Linked DNA regions of Mus musculus: region 1 is linked to region 2. The links are chromatin contacts, called in public Micro-C maps. All regions are on one chromosome and are shown on one strand. Each heading gives the region's core, a stretch centred on a gene start, on an enhancer-like site or on the middle of the called end of the contact. The rest is flanking DNA. Distances are from core to core; before and after follow the strand shown. Region 1 has its middle 21 kb from the start of C030037D09Rik. Region 2 overlaps Msi2 (musashi RNA-binding protein 2).

Evidence for each region. A called contact is a pair of places that touch in the nucleus more often than the background predicts.
Region 1: a contact with region 2 is called in a Micro-C map of embryonic stem cells, with 2.3 times the contacts expected there. The contact joins two enhancer-like sites. A contact is called at or near these places in 1 of 15 datasets of contacts at CTCF or cohesin (large pre-B cells), 1 of 484 Hi-C or Micro-C datasets (embryonic stem cells), 2 of 115 datasets of contacts at active chromatin or transcription factors (embryonic basal ganglia and embryonic midbrain) and 1 of 9 other capture datasets (adipose tissue).

Annotation. Positions count from the first base shown.
Region 1 is chr11:88,737,005-88,743,194 of GRCm38.p6, reverse strand. No RefSeq gene overlaps it. Among named protein-coding and RNA genes, the nearest start is that of C030037D09Rik, 21 kb to the right of the region's middle. Within about 2 kb of position 3,809, at least 9 of the 459 cell types and tissues checked have an H3K27ac peak or open chromatin away from gene starts, as enhancers often do. A contact at or near this core is called in embryonic stem cells, where this site is marked.
Region 2 is chr11:88,375,295-88,382,071 of GRCm38.p6, reverse strand. The region is part of intron 10 of Msi2 (musashi RNA-binding protein 2); the gene reads left to right. Among named protein-coding and RNA genes, the nearest start is that of Mir378b, 26 kb to the right of the region's middle. Within about 2 kb of position 2,956, at least 30 of the 459 cell types and tissues checked have an H3K27ac peak or open chromatin away from gene starts, as enhancers often do. A contact at or near this core is called in embryonic stem cells, where this site is marked.

The sequences.
Region 1 (6,190 bases), core at 2,560-5,059, 360 kb before region 2:
CTCCACGTGTGCGCCACGGCGCTCAGACACGCCATAGTAAGTGCAATACAAAAATTTTAAAAGTAGTCATTTGCTTTCTTCCCCACTGTTTCTCTCTCTCTCTCTCTCTCTCTCTCTCTCTCTCTCTCTCTCTCTCTCTCTCTCTCCTCTCCTCTCCTCTCCTCTCCTCCTCCCTCCCTCTCCCCCTCTTTCTTTCTTTCTTTTTTTGTTTTTTTTCGAGACAGGGTTTCTCTGTGTAGCCCTGGCTGTCCTGGAACTCACTTTGTAGACCAGGCTGGCCTCGAACTCAGAAATCGGCCTGCCTCTGCCTCCGAGTGCTGGGATTGAAGGCGTGTGCCACCATGCCTGGCTTCCCTGTTTCTTAAAATATCCTCTGTGGTGTGTGAAAATGCACTGGTGTGTGTGTGGGGGGGGGGGTGGCTAGAGAGACAGATCTTCACACGGATTTACTCTAGGAGATCTGTCCTACAGATCTAAGAGATCATCTAGGATCTCTCTTTACTGGGCTTTAATGATGTGTAGGGGCATGTGTCTATGTGTGGGGTATGTGTAGGAGTACAGGTGCCTGTGGAGGCCAGGAGAGAATGTCAGGCTCCCAGGCAGCTGTGAGCCACCAGATGTGGGTGCTGGGAACTGAACTTGGGTCCTCCGGAAGAATGCCAAGTGCTCTTAACCTCTTAACTGAAGGGCCATCCATTCCCAACTGCCTCCCCGCCCACACCTCCCCTCCCCGTTTCCCCCCCCCGCCCCCCACTCCCCCACCTCTCTACCCACCCACCCCCCACCCACCCCACTCCCCCACCCCCCACCCACCCAGCCCCCACCCCCGCCACCACTGCTCCATTATTATTTTGTTTTCTGGTTCTTTTACGACTCTTTTTTTAAACGGCTTGATCATTCCTATGGTTTCCTGCGTATACTCCTGTGAATGAAGTCTATTTTTTTCCAAGCGTGTTAGGCACCCGTGGCTAGTGCCTTATCTTACCACTGCAGAATTCTGCAGGTTTGCCCCTGCTTCTCTCCCACCTCCCACTCTTAGCTCTTAAGTGCTTTATTCTGCTGGATGGTTAGCTAATTTCTTTCTCTCTGCCATCTAACTTTGAGAGTCTTCCTTGATATTGTGGTTGTGGGATGCTTTGCAGCCTGGGATAAATTTGGTTTTCTCTATTTTAAAGGCCCTCCTTTTGTTCCTGCCGTGTCTCAGGGCCACTCCAGGTACATTCTCCTCCCTTGGGGTATCCAGATCACCCATTGGGTAGATTTCTTTTGCCATAAACTGATCGAAAGCATCACAGATAGCTTGTGGTTTGACTATTTGGAGGTAATTTCTGTGCGCGCACACACACACACACACTCACAGGTACACACGTGTACACCATACATCAGTGTAAATTAAGGGACTGTGATTTTTGAAGGTTCTAAGTTTACTCTAAGATGTTCCACATCTGTGTGGGAAGATCACCTCTCAAACTTTTTTTTCTGAGGACATCATCATCAAAGGTCAAGTTCACTGGGCTCAGCAAATGCTCCAACTTGATCCCAGGTACAATTTCCTCACGTCATCAGTCATTCATTCTCCGAGGCCCTTGAAGGATTTATTTTGATGCCAGAATATTTAGTTACTTTTCAATAAGTGTATTGATCCTGCCATGTTTCCGGAAATGAAAATTGGTCTCACACAAAGAAAAAGATTCACGTTTCACAATTCAACAGACTTCATTTATATCGTGCCAACACACAGCACCCACTGAAAGCTCAATACTGGTTTTGGAGGTTAATCTAACTGTGTATTTGAAAAGCAATCTTAACCTTTCAAATTGCTTTCTCAGCTACCTGTGGCTCTCAAAGAGATCGGCACTGGCCTGCTGCTGGTTTAGGCTGTCATCACAAACAAGGGCCTCTGTCAGCACCGAGTTGGGCATCGGAGACAGTGAACTCCTTAATGCATCCCAGCTTCACAGTTTGCCTGGGACTCCTGAAGATATCCCAAGACTGAACATCATACTTCATCCTGCATCCGAGGATAGGGACATTTTAATACCTCACTTCTTCATGTCACCTAGTTTATTTATGAGGCTATTTGCTTCCATTTTTACACTTTGATGGTCTTTAGCTCATCTTGGGATATTATTTTTACTTCAATTAAGATTGTATCCCTTGGCTGGGCTGTGGTGGTACATGCTTTTAATCCCAGCATTTGGGAGGCAGAGGCAGGTGAATTTCTGAGTTGGAGGCCAGCCTGGTCTACAGAGTGAGTTCCAGGAGAGCCAGGGCTACACAGAGAAACCCTGTCTCGAAAAACCAAAAAAAAAAAAAAAAAAAAAAAAAAGATTGTATCCCTTTTGTTTCTTATCATTTGTGAACAAGTCCTGTGGGGTGTTGTTCAACCAACATTGGTTTTATTGTGACAAACACTGGTGTCCTGTCTCTGTTTCTCAGTTTCCTGTCATTCTAAGTACAAATTCACACATTCCTTTTTTTTTTTTTTTTGGTTTTTTGAGACAGGGTTTCTCTGTGTAGCCCTGGCTGTCCTGGAACTCACTTTGTAGACCAGGCTGGCCTTGAACTCAGAAATCTGCCTGCCTCTGCCTCCCCAGTGCTGGGATTAAAGGCATGTGCCAGCACGCCCGGCCACACATTCCTTTTAATAACAAGTGGCTGTCATCTTATTCTTTCTCTATGTGTGAGCAAGCACTCACCACTAAACTAGAAAGGGTCTCTATAATTTGCCCAGGCTGGCCAGGAACTCACTCTGTAGCTTAGGCAAGTCTTGAATTTGTTACCCTCCTGCCCAGCCTCCTTAGTAGCTAGGAGTCCAGGTCTGCATTAGTAGGTCTTGCTTTCTTTTTGATGGGGGCTTATAAAGGGACAATGACATGCCTGGGGCCACCCAGCTTTCTCATAAGGGTGGCTAACTCTGACCTCACAACCCTCTGATTTCTCACGTGTTTGCTTCTCCTGTCAGTAAGGCCCGGTGGGCATCAGACTTGAGATCATTAGTTCCCATTCTCCAGGATTTAACAGGAAGAACAATGGTCAGCTAACAACAACAACCCAGCAGCGGTGACATCATCAGAGTGGCACAGAAGCAGGAAGGACCAGGGACAGAAAGATATCATCCAGAATATGTTCACTGGAGGAGGGGGGGTGCTTCCGGGTGGGCAGCATTTTGGCAGGGTGAGGAGATGCGGGACGACTGGAGGAGACAGTATGACAAGGCTCACTCTATCTGAATAAAAGAAGACAGGTTGAAGCCAAGCAAGATGGCTCACACCTGTAGGCTCAGCACTCCAGGCCGAGGCAGGATTGTTCTGGGCTTGAGGCTAGCCTGGGCTGTGGAAAGAGATGCTATCTACAAAAGAGCTAGTTTGCCTAGAGCTGTCCCCACCCTACTTAGTGACAAAACTGAGTTCCTGGAAAAGCAGAGGGACCCTAGGAAGGCAGCAGGTGACGCCACAGTTCATGGATTAGAAAAAAAGTCTGTGAATTAGAAAAAAGGAATCCAGGCGTGTGGCCCACGCCTTTAATCCCAGCACTTGGGCGGCAGAGGCAGGCGGATTTCTGAGTCTGAGTTCGAGGTCTACAGAGTGAGTTCCAGGGCTACATAGAGAAACCCTGTCTCGAACGCCCCACCCCACAAAAAAAAAACCAAGAAAGGGAAGAAGGGGCAGGTTAATAACTGTAATAAAGAATTGTATACATTTATTTTCATGCCAATTGAGAGTTTAAGAAAGATGTCCTTTGTGGCCCTGTCTGTACTAAGGACTCCACTGAAATATCCAGAATCAAGGAAATGGGTTTACGTATCCTGGTGCCTTCGGCGACTTAGTAGACTGTCCATCTAGCCTGCCTCATTCACAGGTCAAGGATATACACAAAGAAAGTGGGTTGGAGAGGGTTGGCTGGGGACTAGGGTGACAGATTGATGTCGCTTTAAAAAGGACATGAGATCTTCGGAAGCAGTGACTGGCTCCTGAGTAGACCCTGGTTTGAAAGAAATCATGTGAAAGAAGTAAGGGGAACAACTGAGAAACAAGTACACAGAGTGGGTGTCGGTGGTTATCAAGGAGTTATTGGCTGGGCATGGTGGTGAACGCCTTGATTCCCACTGCCTGGGAGGCAGACGCAGGTGGAGCTATGTGAATTTCAGGCCAACATGATCTACACAATTAGTTCCAGGCTAGCCAGAGCTACACAGTGAGACGTTGCCCGACAGATGGAAAGATAGAGAGATAGATAGATAGATGATCGATAGGTAAGATAGACAGAAAAAAGAAAAAAATTGATTTCAAGTTATATGAAAAAAAATCCCTTGGGATACATATGGATGCATTTACAATAAAAATGTCATAGTATCTGCAATTTTGTTAAACTACTTCAGCAACAGAGTAGATGAAATCCCTAAGACCGAATGTTACCAGTTTTTATGGAAGAGGTATGTGTTATTATGCTATTCTTTCTACTTTCCCAAGTTGTTAATAAAACCCAGAATAAAAGTTAAACTAAACAGGAAAGAGAAAGCAAATGCTTATGAATAATTTCAGGAAGGGAGAAAATTACTTGTGCTATAATGTTAGATGAAAGGAAAGCAGTAATCAAAATATAGCTGTGGTCTTCACACTGTCTGAAAAATTAATAAACAGAAGCCACAAAAGATGCAGGATGGGTTTCATATACATTACCATCAAGCTTCTACAACTGTGTAGGAATGGTGCTGAGACCCCAGACACACCCACACTTAAGCCTGACATGCTCACTCAAAAAAATCTATCCTTTTCTCTATATTAGCATCTGTAGATTTTCTCCACAGACAATGCAATAGCAAATATTCTTGTTTCCCTATGTAGCCCTAGCTGTCCTGGAACTATGTAGGCCAGGCTGATCCTAATCAGCCTATAGTGTTTCATACACTCTGAACTCAAGGTGATCCCTCTGCCTTGGCTTGGGAGAGCAGGTCTGAGGCAGCCCACCCTGCCCAATACTTTGAGTTTTGAGAACCACAGGTTCTTTATCACAACTAAATGGTGCTGTTGCAGTAGGATCTAGAAACTTAGGTACATAACCAAATAAGTGTGGCTATATGTTCCAATAAAGTTTTATTGACCAAAGCAAGTGTCAGGCCAGGTTTGTTAGTAACACTTCTAACCTGTAGCCTGGAGGCTAACATGAGCTGGAAATAGTCATGAGTATTGCCTGCGATGAAACTGTAAACTTAGGCAAACATTATAAGGGGTTCTGGGGTGTGTGTGTGTGTGTGTGTGTGTGTGTGTGAGAGAGAGAGAGAGAGAGAGAGAGAAAGAGAGAGAGAGAGAGAGAGAGAGAGAGAGATATTTTTCTTTCTCTTTTGGGTAATTCAATTGCAAGGTTCTGTTTGTTTGTTTGTTTGTTTTTCAAGATAGTGTTTCTCTGTGTAACAGCCCTGACTGTCTTGAAACTCACTCTGTAAATCAGGCTGGCCTCTAACTCACAGAGATTTATCTGCCTGCCTGTGTCTCCCAAATGCCAGGATTAAAAGTATGCACCACCGCCACCCAGCCAATTGCATGGCTCTTAAGCATGAAGTTTGTAGATGACAATGTCATACAGACATGTCAAAAACATGGACACACCTGTGCCTCCTCCCCTCCAGACCTTCAAAGTACTCAAGACAGGCACACAGAGCAAAGCAGAGACCAGGGGTTGGGGTCAGGATGAAGAAAGCATTGTGTGTAATTGTAGTTCTTGCTTCCATACTTTTCAGTACTTGTCTGTATTTCCCCAACTCTTCCACACACACTGCTATTTTTATATATTAGCTTTAAATATGTGTATCCACCTCTTTCCCAACTCTTCTTATTCCACTACACATTTGCATCGTTCTAAGTTGAGAGGACACTGAAGCTTCACTGTGTGGGGTCTCCCCACTCCTGAGCCACCCTACCTTGTTTGCCCACAGGCAACTGATTTTATTCCACTCGCTGTATACTCCAAAAGGATGTTAACTACATGCGCTAAGTCAGCAGAGCTTCTGTATTGGGCAACACCCAGGGACACCATTTGTATTGCATTCCTGAGTTGCTGTTGACACAGAGTGCAATGAGATTCTGTCCCCTGAACTTCACAGCAAACTGATCTGACCATGGATGGTCAGTACATGGGCACATGGGATGGTACACTTGCAGATACATGTAGTTACATATGTAGCCACATG
Region 2 (6,777 bases), core at 1,707-4,206:
GTTTCACCTCCCTGCCTCATATGCCTTACCCCTACCCCATGGCACTGCCCGAGTGGGAAGGGACAGAACACCTGGGACCATCCAAATCAAGGCTACATTTCAGGGCTTGCTCTCTGAGAGCCACCCCCTCCCCAGAAGGATCGTGTCATGATGACCCTGTCTGCTTTCCTCTTTGAAATGTCCCTGCTCTCTGGAGTTAGTAAGAATAGTTCAGTTGCACCCACAAAAGCTAGTGTTTTCAGACCGTGAGTGACCCGTGCTCTTCTTGACTCACCCAGTGTGAGTGGAGGATCTGAACGTCTGAATGTCAGCATCCTTGGTATTCACAGAGCGGCAGTTTGGCTCCCCTGGTTAAAGATAACTGATGCAGCCAGTTCCTTTTTTTTTTTTCTCCTACAAGCTTTCTCATGAGCGGTGCTGTAAATAGTTCATCTGCACTGCTCCCTAATGGCATCTTATGTTTCCCCCTGTAAGCAACTGAGGTAGAAAAATAAATTGTTTATCACGGACATGCTGTGTGCTGCCGTCTCTTAACCTGAGAGTGTCCTGTTCTCGCTCCGGGGGAGGTGAATGCACTAGATAGCCAGCACCTGGGACAGCAGTTTGTAGAAGCATGCCAACTCCCCCCCCCCCCCCCCCCCCCCCCCCCGGCTGCTGCCTGGCCCCAGCTCTCTCCCCTCTGTCTCGGCACTCTGGCAGAGCGCCCTGGGCTTTTGATAGAGGTGATCTGTCCTTGAGCAAAGACAGAGCATCTGCCTGTGACAGCTGTGGGATAGCGCCCTGCCCCTCCCTGTGCCATCACTCCCTTCTACAGGAAGACAGCATTTCACATCTGCATAAGGGGCGGGTCTGTACATAAGTGCACACACTTGGGCACCCATTTGCTCTCCAAACTCCCAGAACAGTGTAGGTCAAAGGGCAATAGACAAGTTGCTGGATGGTGATGTGGAGGGTGGGTCTTTTATTCTAGGGCCACTTCTTAGCCAGGTGACCTTGTGCTCTAAAAAAAAAGAAAGTGACTTTTTAATTGAGTTGTACTTGAGGGATGGTATATGCATGTGTGTCTGTGAATAAGCTGTGCAAGTCAGTAACAGCCATAGAATGAAATTCTGAGCATCCAAGTGGCTAATGAAGTAAGCTTTCTAGAGTGATCTTCCCATCTTTAGTTCTCACGGTGGTGCTGCCTGAATCTGCTCATCAGTGGTAGGAGTGGCATCAGAGTGCCCCAGGGAAGCAGGGAGTCCCCGGGGCAGGCCTCGGGGCTTTGAGTGAGGAACTGGCAGGGAGTGTGAATCAGGTTTCAGAGTGAGTCAAGGCCCCAAAGCAAAGAAGAGTTGGAAGAGGGTTTACAGTGGAGGATGATAGAGGTGGCCTTCCATAGCGGGTTAGGGTGTGCAAAGGGCAGAATAGAAGCGTCAAAAGTGAGTCCAGAAGGCTGTCCCCTCCTGTCTGCACCCCATCGCCTCAGTTTTACCTTCTCAGCTACATTCCTCTCCCTTGTCACAGGCTGGCAGGTGGCTCTTTGGGATCTTCCAGCACTACTAAGGACAGTAAAGGTTAACATAGCACCAACTGCCCAAAATCTCATTGACTGACTACCTTATCTGCAGTGTTCCAGGCTGTCGGGAGAGCCAACCCAGCATCCTGTAACCCGGCCTTGATGCCTCCCCTCCTGAGCTACTGTGTGTAAGAAGGAGAGGGGCTGTGTAGGTCCCAGGCTGGGGAGACCCTTCTCCAGCAGCTGGGGCTAGAAGTTGCCAGTGTGTTCCCTGCCTCTTTAGCAATGGAGAGAGATCGGGTCTCTGATGCCACTGTGACCAATGGCGATTGGCTTTTGAGGGTGCCAGCCTTGGAACACCTGAGGCTTAGTTACCCTTGGGATGGCTCGTCAGGACTCACAGCCACTAAACCCCTCTTCGTTCCTAGTTATTGTCCAGCGCCAGTCCCTGGTGCTGGCTGAATAGTGCTCATTAGGAGGTGGTCTGAGGTGAGGCAGCTTAGCTCAGAGAGGCCCTGTTCATTTGAAGAGGACCTCAAATAACCTTTTGTCAGCAGAGCTGCTGCTAGGTGACATTGGTTGAAGATATTGAGGCTTTGAACAAGGACGAGTTAGTGGCCAGTCACAGCCTACAGAGGCAGAGTAAGCATCTTGAGTATCCAGGAGATAGTATTCCTCAAATGGGCAGGCTGGGGGAAGAACCCTGGCTATGGGCACAGGGCTGTGACTTACACCAGCTGCCAGGTCTGCCCAGAGAACAGTACTTTTGCCAAGTTTCCAGAAAAGCAGATAACACTCTCTCCAAATACCTGTTCTATCTAGAGTGGTACTGAGCTGCTTCAAGGGGGTAGCCCTGTGGCCTTTCTGTGCCCTTCTTCGGGCCCACCATAGTGACAGAGACTCTCAAGGTTGTCCCTGTTCAGAAAAGGAAGCCCTGGGCCCGCACTCAGGACTGAATCCCACACTGGTCTCCTGTTCTATTCTCTCTGGACAAGTCTTCAGAGCCTTGGGCCAAGAGAGGCCATTTCAGCGCTGTCCTGGTGGAATCTCAGAACTCACAAATCAGAAAGCCCAGGCCTTCAGTGTCAGCCTAAGCTCCTGTCGCCTCCATCCTGCTTCTGTCTGTAAGGGTTCTTCCTCACCCTCACCTTATCCCATCCCAGACATATTCACACAGGGGACCTTTGTGGTACTCGGTGTGGTGACCTGTCTGGCTCTACCTGGCTCCTTGCTCTGTGAGTAGGGGTGAGCCTCTCACCAGATAGGAAGCAGATCCTGAAATGTCAGGGTGGGAGGTTACACTCCTAGGTTGATTGATGGAGCTGAAGATTCACTCACCTGGGTGGGGCCAAGGCTATATAAGCGGGGTGTGGCCTTATAAGGAATTGCCTTGTGCATCAACCCTGTAACCCGTCTCTGCCCTCCCCCTCCCCATTCCTCTCTAGAGATTACCTCTTCACAGAGGCGCTTTTAAATGACAAGCCAGCTCCCAGAGGCCAGCCCAACGGCCACCTGGCCCTCTGTGTACTTGGGATTTATCCTCTCATTTGAATATTAAAGGCAAGCTTAGTCAGGAAGCAGATCTGCCACTTTGAAAGTCGACAGCACACCCCAAATCCAGCCAGGACTGGAGGGAGGTTTGTGGGGACCTGTGGGTGTGCAGTATCACTGAGCGATCCTCGCTGGCATGGAAAATCAAGAGTTGACTCTATTCCCAGATGAAAGCGGAGCACACTGCCTAATAGGCACTTAATAAACATTTGCAGAAATGAATTGGAGCAATCTGAATTGACAGGAATTGGGGGTTTCACTTGCGATCAGCTTTCTGTGCCTCTTGAAGCTGCTCTGCATAAATGAGAGGATGCAACAAAGTGAGTGCTCAGCTCCCCACAGTCACACCAGACATACACGTACACACGGGCGTGTGCACAGGCCCACACCCCATACTACACGCTGCTGGCTTTGCAGAAAGCTGAGAGGTGAGGTCCTTTCTTAGTTTGCATAGACACTGGGCCTCAGTGTCCCTTACCTATCGAAACCTACTAAATAGAGACAGTGGTCACCCTGCCTCACAGGTTTGCTGAGGGGTCTGTGGGAGCAGGCAGGGTTAACAGTGAAAGAGGCTACAAGTGTGTACTTTATTCCCTGTGAGCTGAGAACTGGTACCTACCACCTCCATCTCTTCCCCCTGCTGCCCTCAGCTCTCCTACACCTTCTCAGATACCTGCCTTAAAGTCCCCTTTGAGTTTCGCCATAAGGGAACCTTATCACCTTTCCTAGGCCTTCAGTTTTGATTTTTATTAGTAAAACCAAGAGAAAGCCTGCAGTGTAGAAAACAAAATTACAACAACAAGAATTACTCAGAGTATGAAAGGGGGTTAGACTGTCACATGGGGCCTGCGGATCCGGTATTTCATGACTTCTGGGATCAGCCCGTGCAGGAGACCAAGATGTATCCACTACTCCTTCCACCCAAGCCACAAAGAAACTTCTTTCCCTGAGTCTAGCTTAGTCTGGATTCCTTGAGTCTTGTCTCTCTGGTTGCTGAAAAACAGCATGGTGTAACCGCCGGCACCTGCCCCAGAGAGTTTCAGAACACAGAGAGACACTGGGCAGTGAGCTCAGAGCTTACAGACGCATCCTGTGTGTGACCAGCTTGGGCATTTCCAATAGTGGCAGGCACAGGAGCAGTGAGCATAGTGGGAGCCATTGATGGTACTTGGAGAGCTGTTGTGAAGGGCAGTCCTTGCCTATTCCTGCTACAGTGACAACACCATAACCTGGGGCTAACTATTCCCTAAGGAGTAGGTGCTGGCAAGTCCAAGGTCAAGTTACCTGTAGATTCACTGTGATGGTGAGGACTACTTCCTGGTCCACAGATGCCTGTTTTCTTGTTGTATCTTCCCTTTGTGAGGGTGGGGCATGGGACTATCGAACTCTTTGGATTCTGTCTTGTTTTCTTAAGGTGAGTATTTATTATGTATGTGTATGTCTGTACATGATGTGGTGGAGCATGCCTGCCACAGAGTGTGTAGAGGTCAGCGAACAGCTTTATGTTGTAGGTAATTCTCCTCCCACCATAGATGAACATTAGGGGTTAAACTCAGATTTCTAGGCCAGCTCAGCAAGTGCCGTGTCCTGCAGAGCTGGCTTGCTGGCCCTGGATTCTCTTTTATTTTTTATTTTATTTTTAATATTTATTTATCGGTATATAGGTACACTATAGCCGAACAGATGGTTGAGAGCCTTCATGTGGTTGTTGGGAATTGAAGTTTTAGGACATCTAATTGCTCCGGTTGGCCCCACTCACTCAGTTGCTGCTTGCCCAAAGATTGATTTGTTATTATACATAAGCACACTGTAACTGTCTTCAGACACACCAGAAGAGGGCGTCAGATCTCATTACAGGTGGTTGTGAGCCACCATGTGGTTGCTGGGGTTTGAACTCGGGACCTTCGGAAGAGCAGTCAGTGCTCTTACCAGCTGAGCCATCTCTCCAGCCCTGGATTCTCCTTTATAAAGGCACTAATCTCACTAAGGGGGCTCCATCCTCATGCCTACTCACTTCCCAAGGGCCCCACCCCCTAATACCTAGCAGATGAGAATTTCAGACCGTAGCATGTAATAACCAAACGAAGCCTTGAAACACAAAAAGAAGTTCACCAGGTAGGGGCTGGAAAGATAGCTCAGCAGTTAAGAACACTGGCTGCTCTTGCAAAGGACCTGAGTTCTGTTCCCAGCACCCACATGGTGCCTCACAGCTGCCTGTAACTCCAGCACCATGGTATGTGATGCCTTCTTGTGGCCTTCACAGATACCTGGCACTTGGGTGGCATGCACACACATACACATAAATAAAAAGTAAAAGAAGGCAAGTTTCCTCAGTTGATATTAAAAAGGTATCCCAGATCTAGGGACCAGTGATAGAGTCAAAAAAGCCCAGGACTCCGTTCCTTCCTGCCCATTCCTGCCTCCATTGGTTTTTGTGGTCACCATCTGAGTAGATGCTGGGAAAGACAACAGACTCTGCCAGTTTGATATCAGCGCAGACACTTTGGGTTGCAGGGATACTGGTCCTACTTTGCCATAGAGAACTTTTGAAGCCTCTTGCAGGCACATTCACTTCCTAAGGCAGAGGCAGCCCAGCCTATCACTTTACCTCTTAGTGATAGCTACTCAGGGCTCTCCAGGCCTCACCATCCTGCCCTCCACCCCCACAGTCTCATCTTTGAACATTCATGCTTTTAGGCAAGGCTAGAAGCCAGAAAAAGCGCCACTTCCTCCCCTTCCCCTGCCCATGCCGGACCCACCCATTATTTTGCAGTCTGGACAGAGTTAAAGACAGCTATCTTGTCAACAAACCCTGAGCTCGGTGCTGGAGACACAGTGACAAATGAGAGACCAGTCCTCACTGGCTGGATACAGAGGCACAAACAAGATTGCACTTGGCGGAAGGACCCAGAATGGATCCTGGGCCCTGCCATGCTGTGTGTCTCCCTACACCACACCACACAACACCCCTGCCAAGAACCTGGAAGTTGTTGGCAAGAGATCTTGGGAAGTGGCATCTCAGGGCAGAGGATGATAGGAAAAGGTTGAGTTGATTTCATTCAGCCCTAAGCCTCAGGGTCCATCTTTACACCTCTGATGAACTCACCCTGGCCGGGCCCTCCCTGAACCTTCCAAGTGTCCTTTTGTTCCCCTGTCACATGGCCCTACTACAGTTCAAGCTTACACTTGAGAGAAAAAACGGCTCTTCGCTCCCCCAGTAAATTATGCATGTTACCCATGAAAGCCCTTTGAATGCCAAATCACGTAAATTAATAGGATTTTAGAATGGGAAGCACCAAAGGGATTTCGCAGCTCTGTTGCTGTTACCTTGGGCAATAATAATAAAAAATAGGAATAGAAGTTTGTAGTCCACTTGTGGCAGGCACTTCACACTGTCAGCTCGCTGACTCTTCACGGCAGCTCCACAGAATAGGCACGAGTAGCTGCGCCCTCACAGAGGAGGAAGATGAGGTAGGGAGGGGCGTTAAGTGAGAACATGAGGGGTATGTGTATGTTTATATATGTATGTGTGCGTGTGCATGTGTGTGTTTGTATATATGTATGTGTGTGTGCATGTATGTGTGTGTGTGTGTGTGTGTGTGTGTGTTTACTGTGGGTGGCATTCCAGAAGCACTGTCCTCCTGGTTTATCGAAGCAGGGTCTCTCATTGTCCTGGAGCTTGCCAAATAAGCTAGGCTAGTTATTCAGCAAGCCCCAGGATCCACCTG